Regions from separate parts of the Hordeum vulgare genome. Here region 1 is linked to region 2. Evidence: chromatin contacts called from public Hi-C data. All regions are on one chromosome and are shown on one strand. Each heading gives the region's core, a stretch centred on a gene start, on an enhancer-like site or on the middle of the called end of the contact. The rest is flanking DNA. Distances are from core to core; before and after follow the strand shown. Region 1 has its middle 63 kb from the start of LOC123448898. Region 2 holds the start of LOC123448896 (6-phosphofructo-2-kinase/fructose-2,6-bisphosphatase-like).

What was found. A called contact is a pair of places that touch in the nucleus more often than the background predicts.
Region 1: a contact with region 2 is called in a Hi-C map of leaf, with 2.7 times the contacts expected there. The contact joins the enhancer-like site here to the promoter of LOC123448896 in region 2. A contact is called at or near these places in 2 of 6 Hi-C or Micro-C datasets (leaf and seedling).

The regions. Positions count from the first base shown.
Region 1 is chr4H:449,312,328-449,317,012 of MorexV3_pseudomolecules_assembly, forward strand. No RefSeq gene overlaps it. Among protein-coding and RNA genes, the nearest start is that of LOC123448898, 63 kb to the left of the region's middle. Within about 2 kb of position 2,999, at least 2 of the 3 cell types and tissues checked have open chromatin away from gene starts, as enhancers often do. A contact at or near this core is called in leaf, where this site is marked.
Region 2 is chr4H:449,245,171-449,250,002 of MorexV3_pseudomolecules_assembly, forward strand. LOC123448896 (6-phosphofructo-2-kinase/fructose-2,6-bisphosphatase-like) reads right to left here and starts at 2,543. Exons shown (of 23, transcript XM_045125931.1): 1 at 1,333-2,543; 2 at 1,183-1,246; 3 at 510-805. The coding sequence starts at 1,479. LOC123448897 (protein CHUP1, chloroplastic) reads right to left here. Exons shown (of 5, transcript XM_045125933.1): 2 at 4,133-4,449; 3 at 3,934-4,045; 4 at 3,571-3,702; 5 at 2,976-3,472. The coding sequence ends at 3,398.

The DNA.
Region 1 (4,685 bases), core at 1,749-4,248, 68 kb after region 2:
AACTTATTTTTACAAAATTGAAGAATTTCTTAAAAATCGCTTTACCAAATCCGTGTTTGTTCCAAATCTTGTCAAAAAATTCTGAAATAGGTGAACTTTTTTTTTTCCATATCTGTTTCATTTTCTTTTCAAATTTCTTGAACTTTTTTCCGAGATTGAAGAAAGTTTTCAAATCCATGAATTTTCCAAAATCTAACTTTTGCCAAATTTGTCGAACTTCTTTTGAAAATCACAACTTTTTCTAATTCATGAACTTTTTTGACTTTGTGAAAAATTTTAGCTCATTTTTTTTTATTTTTTGGGAATATGTTTTCAAATTTCTAGATTTTTTTGAAATTTCCAGAAGTCTATTCTTGACCGACCGTGAACGAGGAATTTCCTATATGCCGCAATCTCCGCCGAACGGCCGAGCAGCAACACGATGGGCCGGCCGAGGGTTTTGGAAACCTTCTATGAAGTTCCTTAAATCGGTTTTTACTAATTTTTCTGATTTTTGGTTTATCTTTTTCTTTTTTTTTCTTTTGTTTAATTAGTTTTATCTTTCTTATTCTTTTTCCTTTTTTTCAAATTTATTTTATCTATTTTTAACTAAGTTCATATTTGAAAATTTTCTTAAAATTCAAAAAATATTCTTGCTTTAAGGAAATGTTCTAAAATTTAAATAATTGTAGATTTTCAAAAGTAATTCAAAACTTCAAAAAATATATGGAATTTAAAATGTACTTGTTTTTCAAAAAAGGTTTGGGGTTTACAATTTTTGTAATTTTTTACATAAAATATAACTATTTTCAAATTTTGTTCATAAACTTCAAAAGTTGATGGCTTCCTTTCAAAAAATGCTCGGTAATTCAAAGATTTCTTATATAGAGAGAACGACCCTCACAAATTGAAATACTAATTTGTTAAGAAACAATCGAATTGAAGTCATAGTGTCATCGTTGGCTGTTCACAATTTTAAGTTTTGTTCACAAAACAAAAACTATTTGTTTTCAATAAAGTTTCCATATTTAAAAATTTATTTGAAAACTGAAAAAAATGTTGACATGTTTAAATTTTGTTCATAAATAGGAACATGCATGGGATTTTAAAAAAAATGTTCCTATTTCGAAATCGTGTCACAAATATAAAAGATGTTCTCGAACTTGCAAATTTTTACATTTTCGAATTATGTCCATGTTTTCAAATTATGTTTGGGAATTTAAAAAAATCTTCCCGTTTCCAAATTTGTTCACCACGTTTTCAAATAGTTGATGTCTTCAAATTTTGTTGTGAGTTTCAATAAATGTTTCCATTTAACGAAATGTTCGCAAATTCCAAAAACTATTCATGTTTGAATTTTTGTTTGGCAGTACGCAAGTTTTCAAAAACTGTTTATGTTATCTAGTTTTGTTAGGGAGTTTAATTTTTTCCCATTTTTCAAAAGTGTTTACATATCTAAAAATTGTTTTCAAATTTGAAAAATGTTCATGTTTAAAAAACCATCAATGTTTTCTATGTTAGGGAGATTATAAAAAAATATTCACTTATTATAAAAAATGTCTACTTTTGAAAAAACAATCTAGAAGTTAAAAAATGTTCGTGCTTTCAAATTATTTTTTGTAGTTTTTTAAAAAAAATCACACTTTAAAATTTGTTCACCAATTTTTTAAAAATGTGCATTTTTTCAAATTTTCTTAGGACTTTCACTAAATGTTTCCATTTAGAGAATTGTTTGCAAGTTCCAAAAAATGTTCAAGTTTTAAAATATTTACACAAGTTTTAGAAAGTATTCAAGTATTCAAGTTTTGTTCGAGAGACTCAAAAAATGTTACCGTTTTTCAATAATGTTTGTGTTTCCAATAATTGTTTTCGAATTTGAAAATTGTTCCGGTTTTGAAAAAACATTCATGTTTTCTATTTTTGGAAGATTTTACAAAACTTTCCGTTTGCAAAAATGTTTGCATTTTCCCAATTGTTTTAATTTAATTAAACATTTCTAAAACATTTTTTAATCAATATTGATACCATTATTCAAACATTTTTTGGTACTTTTTTGAAAAGTTCTTACCATTATTGAATAATTATTAAAAAATTGTTAACATTATTGGATACACAAACATTTCATCAATTATTGGATACACAAACATTTCTTTATCAAAATTGATGAACTTATTTCTAAAAGTTGATGAATTGTTTTACAAATTTTGATGAAATTTTTCCAAATTATGTGAACGTTTTTCAAATACGGTGAACTTTTTTTCAAATTTAATGAACCTTTAACAAATTTAATGAACGTTTTTTGCGAACCCATTAAGTTTCTTTCAAATTCAATGAACGTTTTTAAAATGTGATGATTTTCTTTTTCAGAATCTATAAACTTTTTTCAAATTCGATGATTTTTTTCAAAATCATTATTTTTTTCAAATTAGATGAACTTATTAAAAATTTGATTAAAGCTTTTTAATATCATCGAACCTATTCAAAAAATGATGAACTTTTTTGAAATTCATTGAAATTTGTTCAAACAGGATGAAATTCTTTTTAAAATTAGATGAACTTTTCTTACATAATTGAAGATTTTTTTGAAAATTCATGAACTATTTTGGAATTGGTGAAACTTTTTTGAAAATTTTGACGAACATTCTGGAATATTTTGTGAACTACTTTTCTAAATAAAAAATCTTTGAACTTTTATTGAATAGGGGCAAGTTTTTTTTGTATGTTTATGGACTCCTATTCTGAAATCTGTGATGTTTCCTTTTTTTTAAAGAAAATCATGTGTGAGCGGCTGCGGTAGTTTTTAAAGGTTTAGCTTTGTAGTATGTCAATTGCACCGGCACGCCCTAGTGGTTAGCTGAAGGCATGTGAAGTTGCGTAGGCCGTTAGTTCGCTTCTATGCCGGAGTGACATTTTTTGAGTCTTTCAATGACTTTTTCCGATGCCCGGTCGTGGGTCGGCCCATTTCATGTTGTAGTAGGAGCCGGTTCTCCTATTCGGCGCCAAAGGCGCTGACTAGGGACACCCTACGGAATACCCTATTGGGAGCTCCTACGTGCCGCATTTTGCGGCACACAGTCCCTCGCTCGCACAAGAGGTCGCCCCAATTTGGTGGGACCAGTTCGTCCAGAAACTTTTGACAATTTCCTTTTTCATTTTTATTTTCTGTTTTTTTCCTTATCATCATATTTCCTTTCTTTATTCTTTTTTACTTCGTTTTTTCTTTTCAATTTTGAAGCAAAACTTTTTCTGAATTTAAATAACATTTTTTGACAAGTCCAATTTTTTTTGAATTTTTGAACAAAGTTTGAAAAACGGCAAATTTATAAATTTGGAACCAATTTATAATCAAAAACATTATTTATAAATCAAGTACAATATTGGAATACAAACATAATTTATAAATTAAAAACAATGATATTTCGAACATTTTTTGAAAAAAAACATATTTTTAAATAACGATCATTTTTAAAACTATTTTCTAAAAGCACGAACACATATTGTATCTTGAGAACAAATTTTAAAACTGAAAACAATTTTGAAACACCATGAACAAATTCGGAAGTGCGGGAAAAAATTAAAGCACACAACATTTTCTGAATCTTGAGAATTCTTTTTTGAAGCGGGGAATAAATTTTAGGATAACCTGGTCACATTTGGAAGCGTGATCAATTTTTTAAAGCACGAACATTTTTTGAATCTTGAGGACAAATTTTGAAAGCGAGAACAATTTTGAAAAATGCTCTACAAATTTGGAAGCGCAGACAATTTTTAAAGCACGAACATTTTTTGAATCTTGAGAATAAATTTCTAAAACGGAGAACAATTTCGAAAATCCAAACAAATTTGGAACCGCGAAATTTTTTGAATAAATTTTTAAAACGTAGAACAAGTTTGAAAGCATGAACAATATTTTGAAGCACAAACATTTTTTTAATATTGAAAACAAATATTCAAACCGAGAACAATTTTGAAAAACATTGAATAAATTTGGAACCACGGACAATTTTTTAAAGCACCAATATTTTTGAAATCTTGGGAACTAAATTTTGGAACGGAGACCAATTTTGAAAACCCCGAAATAATTTGGAAACGCGAGCAATTTTGAAAAGTACGAACATTTTTTGATACTTGAAAACAAAATTTGAAACTGAGAACAATTTTGAAAAATCTTGAACAAATTTGGAAGTGCGGACAATTTTTCAAAGCACGAACATTTTTTGAATCTTAAGAATATAATTTTTAAACGGAGAACAATTTTGAAAACTCTAAACAAATTTAGAAGCACGAACAATTTTGAACAAATTTTAAAAGAGAGAACAAATTTGAAAGCACAAACTAATTTTTAAAGCACGAACATTTTTTGAATCTTGAGAATAAAATTTTAAACTGAGAACATTTTTGAAAAATGATGAGCAATTTTGGAAGCATTAACAATTTTTTAATCATTTTTAAATCAAGAACAAAAATTTATATACCAATCTTTTTTAAAAATACTTTTTTTAAAACATGGAATATTTTCTAAAAATTTAGAATATGTTTGGAGGTAATAAGTGTTTTTTATAAAACAACAACTATTTGAAATTTAGAATCTTTTTTTAAAAAGAAAAAAGAAATTCGCATTTTAAAAACAATTGTCGAACATGATCTTATTTTGAAAAATTATAAATAACCATGGAAATAAAGAAACAGAAAAAAGGGAAAAAAGA
Region 2 (4,832 bases), core at 1,293-3,792:
CACGTGAGGACCAGAGGGAGTGGGTTACATTCAGAAGTACACTAGCTGAAACATCGAAGTAATATATAAGACGTACTGTTAGTAAAGGTTCTGAAATCTGCTGTTTACTGGGTCAGTTTCACACCCTTTTGAGTAAACATATCACTTCACTACACCAATTAATAGTGGAAAACTGGAACTTGTTGAAACAAGTGAGTTTTGCTAGGAACCAGACATGAGGTCCGGCACCACAACCAACTAGCAAGCTGCCTTAAGCAGTCAACTTATTACATAGCACCCTCTATGGTATCTGACTGTTAACAACAAAGCATTGGCTGGAAACTAGATGCTACAAAGCTAGCTATGAGCAGTCAACACTACTTCAAAAGAAACCCGTTTTTTTTTTTTTGCAAAATAAGCATATATACTATCCATTAAAAGATTATTGGAGGGTTAGGTTTACAACTTCCTAATTACATGCGGCTGCACCACAATACAGAAGTAATATAAGCATTTAAAAGAGTTCAAACCTCATCCCTGGCTTCAGTCTCAGTGTTCATAACGACATCATAGGTCCCTCGCACCCTTGTAGGCTGAAGATTCTCCTGATGAGCCTTCCAGCTAGCGGCTAGGTCAAATGGGGACAACATCTCTGTCTCAACCCAAACCTTACACTCAAGTGCATCTTTCTCAGTGAGTTTAAAGACTGCATCCGTCATTTCCACTTGATTGTTCCCGTAACCTAGCGGTCGGTTCGGTCCCTCCTCAACTATGCACTCTGAGCTATCGGCTTTTGGCTTCAATAGTAACTTGAAATCCATTGCTTCTAACAAACATAACAAATAAAGGGCATAAAAGCTAGTCAGAATGCAAAAGGGAACAAAATCTAACTCCCTGCATCTGTAGTAAGTAAACAACTCAGTTAGCCGGAGCAAATGTTCAGCTCAAGAATCACTTTATTTTATTTCGAAGACCCAACTCCATGTACTACATTGTTATACTCAGGAATGACAAATCACTAGTGGCTAGTTCATGAAAAATGTGTACACATTAAACGGACAGGAGGCAACCCCAATAAATAAAAACCAGAGCATCCCGGTAGCATGGCGCAGCAACATAGCTCATCATAGCCCAAGCTTCCGAGGAAGGGATCTCAAACCCACGGGGAGCCGTGGAACAGCATGGTAAAATCAGCCGACTCACCGTGGCGAGAAGGGAGGACGCAGCTGAGCTCCCAAATGGCGGCCGCGGCCCGCTCCATCGGCAGCTGCGAACACAACCAGGAAAAAAATCACATCACTCCCCGCACGGGGAACATACTCGCGAACAAGAGGGGATGGATGCGACGCTTACGGCCTTGGAAGGGTCCCACGAGCCGGCGGCGGGGTGGGAGCCGAAGAGGTGAGGGGCGAGGCCGAGCGCCGCCAGGCGGGGGCTCTCCAACTTGACCGAGACATACTGATGGTCGGATGCTCCGCCGGAGCTCGCCGCCGTCGCCATCGCCGGGGAGGCCAGAAGGAAGGGGGGCTTGGAAGGTGCCGGAAGGAAGGAAAGCGGGCGCGTCTGTGTCGTCTTTTCGTGCGACTGTCAAGTGGGGCCACGAGGTGGGTGCGAATGCGATGGTGGTAGATCCCTTCGTAATCCGCAACAGCGGGTGGGGCCGGAAACGTACCTGGCCCACCAGCCAGCCCAAGAATGTCCGATGGCAACCGCGCTACCGCCGGCCGGCGACGGTGACGGCGGGCGAAGCGTCTCAGCGCGGAGAAAGGGGGCGAGCAGCTTAGAGAGAGAGAGAGAGAGAGAGAGAGAGACGCGGGGAGTAGGCGTCGCGGCGCGAGACGCCGTCATATGGACCGACCCGCCGCCGCCGGTTTTTTCCGTCTCACCAGGTATCTGGGGGTGGCTGATTCCTTCCTTTTCCGTCTGTCTGTGTGATGCTCTTGCAGATTTTGCAGCAGCCTGCCAGAGCCATGGCCTTCGTGCTTGGTTTGCTCGCGCATCTCTGTTGGGTAGTTTCTTTACTCGCAAATTCGTTCCAGCATTGGTGGATTGTGCTGCATACTGGGCTTATGGTGCTTGTTAGGTGGTTTTTTCTTCTGAGGGTTATAGATGGTACTGTTATTGCTTACGGACTATAGCTGCGGAAGAAGTAAAGGACGCTGTTGATTCAGCACATAGTTGAACGCATTTTGAGCGAAACAATGCGGCAGTCAACAGCAGAATCTGAAATGGTAGGTGCCGTAGGGGTAGGGCTAAGTTGATTGGCGCCCGTGCTTTTGTCTTCACAGCAACCTTGTAGAATGTAGATTTTCTCTGGTTTGTGGATATTTGGCACCGGGAACACTTGCACATTTTGCCAAACCACATGATCGTGCTGCCTTTGATCCAAACACGATTTGAGACACGATAGTACTTCTTGAAATATTCTGTACCTTATTGTTAGACCATCCGCATCACATTATGCTTAATGGGAAACCAAAGGAGAGATGCGCTTTGGCAACTATTGCTTGATGGGAAGCATTTACAGCCAATTTTCTCTTGAGCAAACCTCAAACAAATTCTAACCAAAAAAAAAACCTTATTCAGTGTGCCCTAACTGTTGTCAATCTTAATCTTTAGGAATGAAGGGCACATACTGTATAATAGGGCTATCCAGCATTGGTGGATTGTGGAAAATATCGGGCTTATGATGCTTAGGTGGTATTTTTATTGCTCACAGACAATTATAGCTCCTGAAGAAGTAGAGGATGTTGTTGATTCAACATACACTTGAATACACTCTAACAGCGGAATCTGAAAAGGTCGGCGTCCTAGGGAAAAATTGATTTGTCTGCTTTTTTTATGGGAAAACTGGATGTATCTGATATTCTTATCAGTTGCTGCATAAATGCTGTTCAGGTTTGAATACTTGGAGCAGTCATCTAGTTTTTTAGCATTTACAGCCAATTTGCCCTTTATCAAACCTCAGACAAATTCTAACAAGAAAAGTCGTAATCTGTGTGCCCTAACAATTGTCAATCTTACTCTTTAGGAATGAAGGGCACATACTGTCGTCCTGTCTGTATCCGTAAATTCTGCCATTTCCACATTCTTACTTGATACTTCATGGTACAACCACCTAACAATCAAAGTGGTGGCTCTTGTTTTCTTTTATTTACCACCCTCTAATGACATTTTAGAATGTTCCCAGAAGGTGTACTTAAATTAAGAGTTGTGTGTGGATGTACTTGGAATTCTCAGGCTTCAAATTGCATCCAAGAGGTCCGCATCTTAGATGCAAAATAGTTAAGTTAAGAAAATTGTTCACGGGATTATCCTGGGGACTAGTGGAGTCGACCTGGAGCCAACCTCGGCAGAACTTAATCATGTCCGTTGTATCCCAGTGATGCTTATTTGAACCCAGGTATACTCCATCAGATCACTCTGGCTTGCTTGCATACATCTTGAGTTCATGGAACACTTTCCGGCAACCCTCATCAAAGCCACCTGCAAGCTGCAAATTTGGTTTGTTGCGGTTACCTTGGTTAGTTAGTTTGTAGGTAGCAACTCATAATGTCATTCGAAAGCAATTCATGATTGCAGTAGAATTACCTGATGTATTCGGAAGGCAAAGCGGACACCTTGCAAGAGCAGTTCCTCATCATTTACAAATGGATCTGACTTCAGTGCATTCATAATGCGGTTCATGTATTCTTTTGCCAGCTTCAATGAAGCGGCCTTTAGCTGTTAAGGTAGCAAGAGGATACTTCATATATGATATGTCTATTAGACATGAATTTATACTTTTATAGCGAAAAGGGTAGTGGGATAATTCCTATGTGTACCACATAACTCGTAAGTTGGTTTGTTCCAGTTGAAGACGAATTTGTAAAATGCACTTAGCTATGTCTTCTCTATTATATCAAACTGAGGACAAAGATGGATATTAGAAGTTTGGGAGCACATAGTACATACTTGGCTTATGATTCCAGAGTCAAGCATCCAATCCCATGGGATCAGGAGATCTTTGTATCTTCCACTTGCACTGTCCCTTATTTTTTCAGTATTGTGAATACCTTGTTCAATTCTACAAGGGGAAGCATGAATCATGTTATATTGTTCAAAGTTTGACAATGCAACAGCCTTACTAAATGCATTCATTTCATCTACTCACTTATCCTGTAGAGCTTGCATGCGCTTCAAAGCCATAGGTGTAGCCACTCTCCTGTCGTCGTGAAATGATGATGCTTCTGCTTCCAGGTTCTTCAGATCCCGGTAGGTGAATGCTGCTTCTCTCATGGCATCTGCTTTCTTCTCAGGCCAGTTAGGGAAGTGCTTGAGCACTGCCCGTTCATCTATAAGGTATGATAGTTCCCCATCTAGCCACTTCACAAACTCTTCAACATCGGCTATTTCCTTGTATGCTGCATTTTGAACTTCCCTTGCCAGGAAGCTAATGAATTCACCCTGATTTTCTACATCTGATTTAATCTGTTGGAACAATAATCGCAAGGGAATATTTTTTTGGTTTGGTTAGGAAATTATTGATCTGTACAGAATAATAGGGAGAAAACATGACTCAGATGTACATTAAAAGATTATTCGTACTATAAAAAAATAAAGAGTTATATAACATTATCAACTGCAGGAGGAGGGAAACAGAAATATCAGAAGAACATGTCGCATGCTCTTAAACTAACACTTGGCGCTGCTTTTTTATCCATAAAGAAAATGATTTCATATACTGTAGTGTGTTCATAAGGTAATAAAGATGACTGAATAGATTACGCGATAAAAAAAGTTATACTCTTGTTGCGTAAGTTGGTTCGAAAAGAAAAGAAAAAGTTATACTCTTTAGGAATGAAGGGCACATA